Regions from separate parts of the Zea mays genome. Here regions 2 and 3 are each linked to region 1. Evidence: chromatin contacts called from public Hi-C data. All regions are on one chromosome and are shown on one strand. Each heading gives the region's core, a stretch centred on a gene start, on an enhancer-like site or on the middle of the called end of the contact. The rest is flanking DNA. Distances are from core to core; before and after follow the strand shown.

Region 1 (4,143 bases), core at 893-3,392:
TCCAGTACATCCAAAATATTAACCATCCTTTTCCTTTTGGGGGTCACAGCCGGACCCTTCTGAGCTTGTGGCACTCCAACTTCTGTCGAAGGGTTTAAAATTTCTGATATTTTTGTCCCTTCAGCTTTTGACTCTTCAGTTCTTTCAGCTTTCGGCATTGCAGACAGCTCTTCAGCTTTTTGCGCAGGTATAGCTTTTTGCGCAGGTAATCTAGCCTTAGTTTAGCCCTAGTTTAGTCTTTCACAACCATCTCTATTCGACTCTACGCCGATTAGGGACGCCCTGGGTTGCCTTTCGACCCCGGAGCAACCCCTAGAACTCTCCTCATCGATAGGATCTACCCGGAGGCGAGTTCTAGGGTTCTTCACGGAGAAGAAGATCCTCTGCGCCATCAGGGACCGTTCGGCCCTAGGCGCGGACCGTCCGGGCGTACGCAGGGAAGGAGCCGCTCTTGCGCCAGGCCGCGGACCGTCCGCGCCTCCGCAGAGAGCACCACCATGTGGTTCACTCTAAGTGTTTGGCGTCCAGATCAGCGCCAACAATGCCCTTACTTGATATGCTAGAATAGAACAGATCAAGGCATTACATAAAGAGTGATAAAAAGATAAAACTTCTGACAAGTTTAAAATAAAAAATCGTCTAAAATCTCCTCTTTTTTATTGCAGCTAAAGTATAACGAATTTGAACTTGAAATCTTATACTCCCTCCGTTTCGTTTTATATGTCGCTGGATAGTTCAATTTTGTACTATCCAGCGACATATAAAACGAAACGGAGGGAGTATATAATTAGAGCAGGGTGGAAAGAATATGTATGATTTCTTTTCAAAATCTTTTATAAACTTTGTTAATTCATGTGCAGAGGATATGTTCTCATGTTTTTAGGTGCAGAGATTGTGGTTGAACTCTGCAAACCACAATGATCCATAACGAAAAATCCTTCGCTACTTCGTACTGTGCACATTTCTTACACACTCTATATCCTGGCTAACGTGCAAGCAGAAATGCGGAAGCCAGTTTTCCACCGGCATGGAACATCTAGATGCTTATTTTTTCGTGACGAGGTCGGTCACATCTTTTCCTACAACGTTAGCATGATGGGTTTGGAGAACGATCCCAACGACCCAACCCCACATAGACTGGTCCAGTCCAGCATGGCATGGTGGCATGGTGCCGACGTGCAGTGGTCCGACTCCCTTTTACGAGACGCGATTGCTTTTCGAAAATGCACGGCTTGGGGAGGCTCGATCTAATTTTCATTAGATCTTGTTCAATTATTCTTATTATATATGAATTGGATGAGATTCAAAAAATTTAGAAGAACTTTGACTTGTTTAGGATTTAAAACTACCTAATTACACTTAATCCATATGAATTGAAAGCTAACCGAACAAGGCCTTATATGGTTGTAGCAGAAACACGGGTTTCTTTAGAACAAGAACTCCACTGGGAAAGACTACGTGGCTAATTAACCTGATTCGAACTGTAACGATCAGAATTTACAACGATTCTCTGCAATCTGCGTAACATTTGATTGTTACCCCGAAAGTTCCAGAAGAGGATTACAAATCTGCAAGCATTTTCCTCGGGTTAACAGGCTAATGATTTTTTTTGTTAGTTTTTAGGACAACCTGCATAGTACAATTCAGTTTGGTAACCCGTTAGGAGCTTTTCCAGTTTTCCTTCAGGGTCCGTTTGGATAAGTGGAATTGAATTCCATTCTAATAATAGTAATTTAGACATATATCAATTAAGCTAATTCGCTTTTATACGAAATATATTTGTATACTGTTATTAGGAAGATGTCCTATATATTTATGTGCTATATTTTTACTATAGAAGAGTGGAACAAAGAGTGTCATGTAAGTTACAGAATAGAAACAAATTCTACTCATGCATAAAATCATTTCCTATCCTCCACCCTATGAATTTGAGATAAGCTTATATCTAAACTTTGGAAAGTGGTGGAATATCAAATTCTAAACTAAATAAGTTACTTTATTGAGTGAATTCCAATTCCTTTAAAATGAAGGGATCCAAACACCCAGTCAGTCCATTCCGAGTTTAGGAATTCCAGGCAATATATAAGCCCATCCGGCGGTAGGCAGGCACACTCTGCCTTGCGAATATATATATCGCATATGCGCTCAGTTGCTTGCTTCCCTCCACCAGCAAGCTCCGCAAGTCTTCTCTTCTCTGATCAACTTGGTTCTCTACTCTTGGCTGCTTGTTGCCCACCCCGCTGTCAGGTCAGTTTGCTCCGCTCGGAATGGCCTCCCCGTCGACGGAAGCCCCGCTGCCTCACCCGACCATCCGGGACGTCATGGGCCACGACGACGACGACGACTACTACGGCGACCACACCATCGCAGAGGAGGAAGAAGGGGACGAGGAGGAAGAGGAGTGGGACATGAGCAAGCGCATGTCGCGCCTGTCCTTGGAGGGTTCCGACGGCGGCGACGCCGACGACGAGGCCGGGGTTGACGAGGAAGAGGACGACGAGTTCGAGGTGCCGGAACGGTCGGACGTCAACGCTGCCACCGCGTACCGCGCGTGGCCTCCGTACGAGGATCCGCAGCAGGCCCCGTCATCGGCGTCGCTCCCGGGCACGCCGGACCGCGGCGCGCAGGCGGCGGGGTGGCCCGGGGCGAGCGCCAAGGAGTACGCGAGCGAGACGGAGGCGCGGTGGCCGCCCGGCGCCGACGGGCGCGGCGGGAGGCGGCAGCGGCAGCACCAGCGCCGGTGGCAGCGGATGGGGCGCGAGGCGTGGCTGGAGCGCGCGTGGCGCATGCGGAAGCAGCGGCGGCAGCTGCAGGAGGAGGTGGTGCCCGTGGTGGTCCTCGGCGGCGGCGGCGACTCCCCGGCGAGCCGCGGCGGCGTGGCGATGGACATGGAGGAGGTCCGCGCGTGCCGCGACCTGGGCCTGGACCTCCCCTGCGACTGGACCGTGGAGATCCCCTCCTACTACGCGCTCTCCGGCGTCGACACCGCCAGCAGCGGCGGCAACTCGCCGGCCTCCGCCGGCAGCTGGCGCATCTCCAGCCCCGGTAACTAATCAACCAACCGAAACCCCGGGCCAAGCATTTCAGAATTTCTTTTTTTCTACTGCGCTGCTAGCACAAACGTAGCCGGCGATCTGTTTGTCAAAAGAGTGCTCCGAACGGTTTGTCCATTACCGTACGCGACTTGCGTCGGTCAGGTCGAGGCGCGGAGCCGATCAGATGAGGTCGCTCTCGCTCTCGCTCTCGCTCACCCTCACCGGCCGGCGGCGGCGGGTCAATTCGTAACTTCGTTGCTGCGCGCACGTCCATTTGGCATGATTCATTAATGAAACCGACGGGCGGGGGCTTTGCCTACCCGCCATGCACGCACGTCACCTCACATCGCACGGGCGGAATCGCATGCATTCGATTCGACGGCCGTACGTCTCCCTCTTTGGCTCTTTTGCCCTGCCTTGCCAGGCAGTGCACTCGAACCAAAACTAAAGAGCACGCGCGCCAGGTGTCATGCTCATGGTCACCTTCTGTCTCATTCACCTAGTACATGGCAATGGGCCGGGGATTCATCGGTGGCGTGGCGCATCTGTTACCTGTTAAGTAGGACTGTAGGAGTATTACTACTTGTCTGGCTAGGAATTGGACTCGCGCAACCCGTGTCGATCAACCTACGCCTGCGGCCTCGTAGCAGTCTCGGCACACAAAACGAAGTAGATCAACCAATAAACCATAGAGCATAGATTTACATCGAAAACCCTTCGGGCTTAGTTTGGGTACTCTAGGAATGAGACGGATTGAAGTGTATTGAGATGTATTGGGGGAGTTTTTGATCTATTGGGGATTTAAACACTCTTCAATCCCTCCAAACCACTTCAATCCAATAGTACCCAAACTAGGCCTCGATGGGAAGGAAAAACCAAAAACACTAGCCAGCTAAAACCTTCACAATAATGTGAAGTGTATACAGAACGCATCCTTGAACGGTGACAAACAAGAGGAGTACTAATAATAACGCCCGCCGCTAAATCCCTAATCAGGGTCAACAATATATACCGCGAGGCCTCCGTCCCCTGCACCCATGGCATGCAGGGTTGTTGGTCCATAGACCAGTTAGCGTCGCTCCGCTTCGGTCTAAGTCTCCGACGATGG
Region 2 (4,143 bases), core at 1,111-3,610, 230 kb after region 1:
GATCCAAGGTTCGATCCTAGGCAGCCACGGTTTGATTTTTTTTCTGCGCGCGGAAAACTGGTGTGCGGGATTGGACGGCTGAGATTGTAGAATGGTAGAATGAACGGCTGAGATCGCAGAATGGCAGAACACAAAAAGGCAGGCTACTATTGCTAACTTAATAAGTAGTAGATAAAATGTTTCATAATCAATTTGTGATTCTGGCCATACATAAATTTTGTTATTTATAATCTATCTGTTTCACCACTACATTGCAACCATCAGTATCATGCAGACTTTGATATATATCATGATTTGTATGGTCTCATTATTGGAGAGCACGTTTCACACATACCGGAAGAAATTCTCTCGTACATCGTTAGTCATTGGACACGTACCACCATACGCTTTTGCTTAAACAAAAAGGTAAGTGTGTGTTTGCAAGACTAATGATCAAACATCGTATAACCACAAAGTTAGAATACTATATTAATATATTAAATAAATTAATCCAATAGACATGGATTAACCCAATTAACATAGGATAAATAAATATCTAATTATAAAAGTATAAAACGTGGTATAATCAATGTTGTTACTGCGTAGTAAATATTCATACGAGACTAACACAACTGGAACGATTCAATTTAGAATTAAAATGAGGAAGTTACGAATTTTCAAAGTTTCTATGTATTTGATATAGGATTAATTAGGAAATCAATTTTATTGTTGTTTTCATGACAAAACAGAGGTAGTATGTGATAAAAATAATATTATAGAATTATAGAAATTGGAATGAACTCATTTAGATTTAATATGAAATTTCCATGAATTAAATGGGTTTCTGCAATTATTTTTAAACTAAAAATCAATTTCTAAACTCCTTTTCCCTATTTTCTTTATTTCCTGGACTGCGTCCCAAATTCCAGAAAAATCAGGGACCAAGCTATAAATGTTTTTCTAGACTCAGTGAGCATACAGAGTGTACGGTGGGTTAAACACAAAAGACGTTTTAGTTGAAGTTGTATACAATTCAACATGAGTCATGTTGGTTAGAGGGTGGAAGGCTAGGCATTCTGCTCAATAGATCCAAGATTCGATCCTAGGCAGCCATGATTTGATTTTTTTTCTGGACGGCTGAGATCGTAGAATGACAGAACACAAAAAGGCAGACTACTATTGCTAACTTAATAAGTAGTAGAGGTTTACATGATACATTAAGAAAGAGAAAAGGCACTACTAATTTTGAACATTGTCTGAAGCTGCAATTCTTTGCAGATAAACCTATAGGTCTCCACTTGTTGTATACTGAACATTAGACTATATGATGATGATAATACAAAACGTCCACCACGTGAGCAGTAGGGTCTGGTCTAGCAGCACGAGTATTTGTTCCTGTTTAATTCAAAAATAAACTAGCGGATGACAAATATTCGATAACGGAGTTAGTATATTTGAGGCTTGTTGTTGGAGAACCACGTTTTGTGTCACTTCTAAATAGATTAAATCGGTTTAAAAAAATATTGACCTTAGTTTAGGATCCTTCTTGGAGTTGCTTTTACCCGCAGGAGATTGCTTACATTGGCCTCCACGTCGAAGTATAGTTGTACATTCGGGCCGCCCAGCCCGGCCCGGCCCAAACCCGAAAAAACTCGGCACGTTTAATTTCGGGCCGGCCCGGCCCAGTATTAAATTCGGGCTGTGCCGTGCCGGCCCACGGCCCAGCCCATATTTCACTAAACATGCCGTGCTTTAAATGGGCGGCCCGAAATAAAAAATGGCGCAACCAAACGCCCGCACCGGGCCTCAGTCGCGCAGTACGACGGCGGGGTCCTTGGACGGCCCGAGGTCTCCCCCTGGGCAACCGGCGCCGGGATCGTCGGACGCGTCCCTCGCGGCGGTGGTGGCGGCGTCAGGGTCGGGGTCGCGGGCGGAGTCGATGGCCTCCTGAGCCTGGTCGAGGTAGGGCTTGAAGCCGACGCGGAAGGAGAGGTAGCCGAAGGCCACGGCGCCCAGCACCACCACCCCTGAGGCCCTGAGCGCATCGCGTTCTGCCGCGCCCGGCTCCTGCCCGCACTCATCGCCGACACGGACGCGCGCACCTGGTTTGGCCTCCTGTCGACCTGAGAAGACAGAACGGTGGATGGATCCCTGATCCTTCCCAGCCTCCCTGGATTGGACAAGTGCAGTGCGAGTCTGTGGACTGTGGGTGTGGGAGTGTTTTGTCTCTATAAAGTCTAAGCAAACAGCTAAGCTGCCTACTCGATCCGTTCCTTCTAATCTTTCCCTATCTTAAAAGTCACAGGTTATGGATGGAGCATGCCGGTGGCCGGTGCTGGATGGGAGTCGCCAGTCGGGAATCGGGATCGGCGGATCGGGACACGGGAGAAAACGGCGGCCGGGCAGGGACGTAGCACGTAGGGTTTCAGGTTAATGGAAATGGGCCGCGCGGTTGCGGCGCTTTAGGCCCGTCCCGCCGTCCGTCCGTGGACACACAGACAACGAGAATTTCAGGAGTGCGCTGCTATGAATTTCGGGCCTTTCGTGCCAGTAAACGGGCCAATTCGGATCTGCTTAAACGGACCGGGCTCGTGCCCGCCTGTGGGCCTCGGCGTCGGCCCAAGCACGGCCCGATACAAGTATACAACGGGCCGGGCCGGGCCGGCACGGCCCGAAATAATTTCGTGTCGTGCCGTGCTTGGGCCGAACTTTTTTTTCGTGCTTCGTGCCCGTACATTAGGTCCAGCCCAAATGTACACCTCTACGTCGAAGTACTTGCTCGTCACTTTGGCCTGCAGATCCACGGGCCACGGCTCTCTGTAGCGAAACACAGGCAGGCTGTCAACACGCACACGCGCTCGGTCTCTCGGGGAGCGCCGGCAGGTGCCCGTAACCGGACATACTGACGACGCGGGCGTCGCGGTGGCCGCCAAGCCACAGCGCGTGCGTAGCACGCCGCGTCTCGCCGTCGGCGGTGCCGGCGCAAGGACGGAGGGAGCGGACACGGCCGGCATGCACACCAAAGTTTTGTTTTGGTTTGGCTTCGCATATCGGTTTTTTTTTTGGATTGTTTTGGCCTATCGGATTAAATGGAGAAATCAAGAGGGAGTGGTGGGCCTCCGGAGTTAACTTGCGTGAACGCCTTTGTATGGCCTGTTGGGCTCCTTCCCACTCGACTACCCTTGTCTTTTCCTCTTTTCGGCCCGTAAAACTGGGCTACGGTTGTGTGTCCTTTTGTAGCCCGTGTGTAGCGCAAAAAATAATTATTTTGTCTCTCTCAACTATCGTGGAAGTTAGTCAGCCTTTTCACCCATATAAAATCAGATAGAAATTATCTCATCTTTGAAAATCAGGCACGTGACCATATGTCTGATTTTCTATATGTGTTTCCTTATTCTTTATGTTTATTTTGATCAAATCTTTAAAAAACCCAGACTAAATCATAGAAAATTCAATCTTGTTGAACTCCACATGAATAGATTAGATCTATGCTTTATGTAATTAGTTTATAGATGCAGTTTCTGCGGTCCAATTATATTGAAAATTTTATGGTACGCTAACTATTACATATTTGAGTTATAGTAAATAAAATCATGCTCATTGGATCATGTAATGCTGAATTATAGATTTAGCTAGGTTAATATTTGTTAAATAGTTTTAAAACAATATTTAAAAGTGTGTAAAATAGAAAATATGTGCTCTCTATGTAGTGTTACTATATGTTATATTATATGTAAACGCATCTAGGTCCCTTGTTGGGTTTTGGTGTTTAATTACATTAAATTATTATGATAATGTGTATTTTACATATGTAGATTGAGATAGGTCATAATAACGGTGAATGATTAGGCTAATGTAGTTTCTATGCCCATATTGATGAATGATCAGTTTTCAAAGGATGAGCGAGAAGGTTAAAGATGAACTAGTTTTAAGTGACAATAGAGTTGATGAACACACATATTAGCGATAGCACCTTTATTTTCCCTCCAGTCGTACTGTAAAGGGGGCATAGATGGATATCTTGATCTAGATAAGTCTAGTTTATGAGTGGTGAGGCACACATGTGAAAACTAGTGATAGGTAACCATATGAAAGTCCAAGAGATGCTTGATATCAAACCCAACTCGATATAGCAGTATTAGTTTCCCCTAATATGTGCTAGTG
Region 3 (4,143 bases), core at 451-2,950, 160 kb before region 1:
GGTAGACACCGCAGTAACCACCGGCTTAATCATTGAAGGTACTCCTACATTAGGGACGAGGGATGGACCCCACAAAGATGCCCCCATTGTCAAACCAGCTGCTTTTCCCGTGACCACAGAGGCCTGCGGCAGATTGGCCTCCGTTCATTTCCTCACCACCGGGTCTTTTTTTTTTTTTTTTTTTGTCTAAGCGCGGCTCTAATAATTGCCGTCCCCTAAATAAACGGGATCCGAGACGCGGATAACGAACTCAACAAACGAGGGGGAAATAAATGGAAATAATGCACGTCCTCTCATCCGCCTAGATATTCCGCTGGTTCAAGCGAGACGAGGGACTGAGGCTCTTAGCAAAATCCATGAATGACCAAGCACCTAGAATTACGAGAAATCTTACGCAGACCAGTTCTAATCCCCGGTAACAAGCACGCGTCGCATTTCCTATTCGTTCGCCTCGCTTCCGGCAAAACCCGCAAGGCTACGAAACGAAACGAAACCCCCAGAAAAATCTTGACGAGACAAGAGAGAGAGAGAGAGAGAGAGAGAGAGAGAGAGAGAGAGCATAAGGAAGCTTCTGAGCATCAATGAAAAGCAGGAGCTGTACAGATCACCATATGATTATTATTATTATAAAAAAACGCTCAATCAACGATAATCGTGGTCCTGCCTTTTTTTCTAATCGGAACGGTATCCGCAGGCACATGGGGGCGCTATGAGGATGCCCGTTGCGTTGCATTGCATCTTCCAATCATCGCGTCATGAACCACACCAGGAGGACGCACGCCTCTTCCAGCAGACAGGCAGGCAGGGGAGGGAGGAATACAACAAACAAAACGCTAGCTAGGGTTAGCCGCGCGCACGGCGCACCTCATCCAGACTATTATACCCCTAGCTAGCTAGTGTGTCCTGTCTCCGAGGCACGGCATCGCGTGGAAGTTTTCGCGCCAGAACCATAAAAAAAAACAACCAACCAACATACCTCTAGCCACAGCCGATGCAATCATCTGTACAGATCGGAGGTCCGATTCTCTCGGCTGATTGCGAACGTCTTTGGGATTGGACAAGAGGTTTCTGATTGGAGACCCTCGGGGTCCTAAAGAAAAAAAAATTTGCTTCGCTGGCTGGATGGACGACACGACACAGAGGGAAAAGGAAGATGCTCCGTGTTCCTCTGCAACGCAAAATGCTTTTGATCCGGCATCCTAATTATTGGCTCCAGGTAACAAGTGACCCAGAGTTGTCTCTCTGCGACAACAGACGACGGTGCTAGAGACCCTAGCGTACATGTTTTGATGAGTGAGAAGTTTTCCCGGTTGTGTAGTTTCCCTGCTTCAGGTCACACTCATTCAGAGTACCAAAAAAAAAAAGACAAAAAAGAAAATTGAGCATCAATCCTTTTCCCAATCGTGTAATCTTTTTTACTTAGCTGGCTTGAGTACAAAGTAACAATATTTCTTGATATAGGAAGGACGAACTGTCGGGAGTTCCTTGTAGTAGTTTATGGTAGTGACGTTGCAGTAATAGCGTACCAGCAGGGGGGGCTCTGAAGCCCACCGACGGTTGATGAAGGGACACAAATTCTAGGGGAGGCGCTGATAAGACACAAGGACACACGTTTTCTACAGAGAAGCAAAGGGAAAGGCTAAGACGCTCCCACAGCCACGAGCTTTAAAAGAAGGAGAAGAGAGTGGCCCTTAACCCTACCGTTCTCTTCTCCCTAATCCTGGTAATCAGTAGTAGCCACTAGCGCTGCTGCCGTTCTCTTCCCCTACCCGACACAAGCTCCACCACCTCTATCTACCACACGCCACCACTGTAGGAGCTCCTCCACGATCATCCCGCCCTAGAGCCATAATAATTCGTTGAAGAGGAGGGGGTTCTTAGAACCAGAGGGCGGCTACCTGTGAAGGATACCCGTGCTGCTGGCTGCTGCTGCTGCTCCTCAAGCTAGAGCCGTGTGTGGGCTGTGCAGATTGCAGAGCGCAGCTTCCAGTCTCAGCATTGCTTTCAATGGGGAGGCACTCCTGCTGTTACAAGCAGAAGCTGAGGAAGGGGCTCTGGTCTCCTGAGGAAGATGAGAAGCTCATGAACCACATAACCAAGCACGGGCATGGCTGCTGGAGCACTGTCCCCAAGCTTGCAGGTACAACCATCAAAATCAAAATCAAATCCTGCACGCTTTGCTCTACCTTCTCAATTGTCCATCTCCACTGTTTCCTGCTCCTTCTCCAAGGCTACTTCTTTCTCCCAACTCCTCCTCTCGTACCTGCTCAATTGATTGATTAATTAATTAATTAATGGTGGCAGGGCTTCAGAGGTGTGGCAAGAGCTGCAGGCTGAGGTGGATAAATTACCTGAGGCCTGACCTTAAAAGAGGCGCATTCTCTGAGGAGGAGGAAGACCTCATCGTCGAACTTCATGCTGTACTGGGGAACAGGTAAAAAAGCTAAGCCCAAAATCATCACAGACACAGAATTTTGCACAGGCCGATTGCTTCCAAGCAAGCTTTCTTTTAACCAGGCCTTTTTCTTTTTTTTTCCACATCCATGGACAGGTGGTCTCAGATTGCAACAAGGTTGCCTGGAAGAACTGACAACGAGATTAAGAATCTCTGGAACTCGAGCATCAAGAAGAAGCTCCGGCAGAAAGGCATTGACCCCAACACCCACAAGCCGCTCCTTGTCGAGGTTGAACGCAGCAAAGCAGCTCCAACGACCAGTACCGAGAGGACCTCTGAGTCCAGTGATGTTGACCCTTCAAGTGGCGGCGCACTTGGCAACTCGAGCCATCTTCTTCTCAGCGAGACAGCACAATCACCACAGCTGCCAGCGCTCGGTAAGCATCGCAGAGAAACTACTAGCCTCGCACATCTAAGGGTGCCGCCCAAGGAGTTGTTCCTTGACCAGCTGGTTTCTGGTCATGAGAACCTCACTGGCTGCCGCACAGCAGGCCCAGTTCCAAATTTCCCTTTCCAACAGCTCATGTGCTACAGCAATGAATTTGGCAACAAGAATGGTGCTAGTAACAATTCACTCTGGTTTAACCACAATGAGACAAGTGGCAGCACCATTTCCACTGTGATGCCACCAGTTTCGCCATCAACTCTCTCAACATCAACAGGGCTCAATAGGTCACCAGACAACCCACACTCGGGAGGCACTGGTATTCAGAGCACCCAGTTCTACTGGGACACTGCTAATCCTAGCAGCTGCAGCAGTAGAGGAAGCAGCGGAAGCAACGGCTTGGGATTTGAGCTGCAAAGCACAAGCTCGCTTCTGGAGAGTAGTGTTTTCCCATGGACAGAATTAACACCAGACAAAAATAGCCAAGTTCACCTTGGGGAAGAACTCAAGTGGCCCGACTTGCTCCACGGAACATTCACGGACACACCTGCAACCATGCAGAATCTTAGCCAGTCACTGTACGAAGATGTTATCAAAGCCGAGAGCCAATTCAACATAGAGGGCCTCTGTGCAGCCTGGTCTCAAAATCTGCAGCCACAGCAACATCTGCAGGTATCAGATTTGTATGACAAGGATTTGCAAAGGATGTCCTTGTCTTTTGAGAATATCTAGACAGCATGTTTCAGCATGCAGGGAACAGAGAAATAGCAGAAAGCTGAGTCAATGAAGCCTTAAAAAATACAATATTTCTTCACAGATTCATTTGAAGGCTATGTGGAGGTGTGTTTTACGTAGGTACATTCTTATGATGAAACAGAGATCAATACTGATAACTGTTCACCAGTGTACATGAAAAAAGGGAAAAAATGAATCTATATTACAGCATAATGTATAGACTAGAGAAAGTACATCCTAGGAGTTTACCTCCTTTCATTTAAAAGTTGCTGTCTTTATCTGTACATGCATGTAGCTCGGCTTTTTTTGTATAAGTGAGTCATGGTTGATCTTTGTCTACAAAATAAATGAGGCAAGAATGTGAAATACTGCACCTGTCAGTAGCTCTTCGGAACCATACAAGAAATTTCAGATTTTTTTAGCTGTTATTTTGTTACTGTATATGCTTGAGATGCAAATTAATTGTTGATGATGCACTTTTATTCTTTCGATTTATTTCTTTTCAGAAATTTTTTAGATGAACCGTTTGCATATTCATGGGCAGGCTAAAGTTATGTTGGCCTTAGTG

Evidence for each region. A called contact is a pair of places that touch in the nucleus more often than the background predicts.
Region 2: a contact with region 1 is called in a Hi-C map of ear, with 2.8 times the contacts expected there. The contact joins the promoter of LOC103650050 here to the promoter of LOC100274211 in region 1. A contact is called at or near these places in 3 of 25 Hi-C or Micro-C datasets (ear, leaf and tassel).
Region 3: a Hi-C map of ear shows a contact between it and region 1, with 3 times the contacts expected there. The contact joins the promoter of LOC100280710 here to the promoter of LOC100274211 in region 1. A contact is called at or near these places in 6 of 25 Hi-C or Micro-C datasets (bundle sheath, ear, leaf and 2 more).

The regions. Positions count from the first base shown.
Region 1 is chr3:48,765,944-48,770,086 of Zm-B73-REFERENCE-NAM-5.0, reverse strand. LOC100274211 reads left to right here and starts at 2,142. Exons shown (of 2, transcript NM_001148583.1): 1 at 2,142-3,045. The coding sequence starts at 2,268.
Region 2 is chr3:48,537,841-48,541,983 of Zm-B73-REFERENCE-NAM-5.0, reverse strand. LOC103650050 reads right to left here and starts at 2,360. Exons shown (of 2, transcript XM_008675718.4): 1 at 2,019-2,360; 2 at 1,526-2,016. The coding sequence starts at 2,060. The coding sequence ends at 1,786.
Region 3 is chr3:48,922,263-48,926,405 of Zm-B73-REFERENCE-NAM-5.0, reverse strand. LOC100280710 reads left to right here and starts at 1,700. Exons shown (of 3, transcript NM_001153629.2): 1 at 1,700-2,140; 2 at 2,305-2,434; 3 at 2,552-4,058. The coding sequence starts at 2,008. The coding sequence ends at 3,572.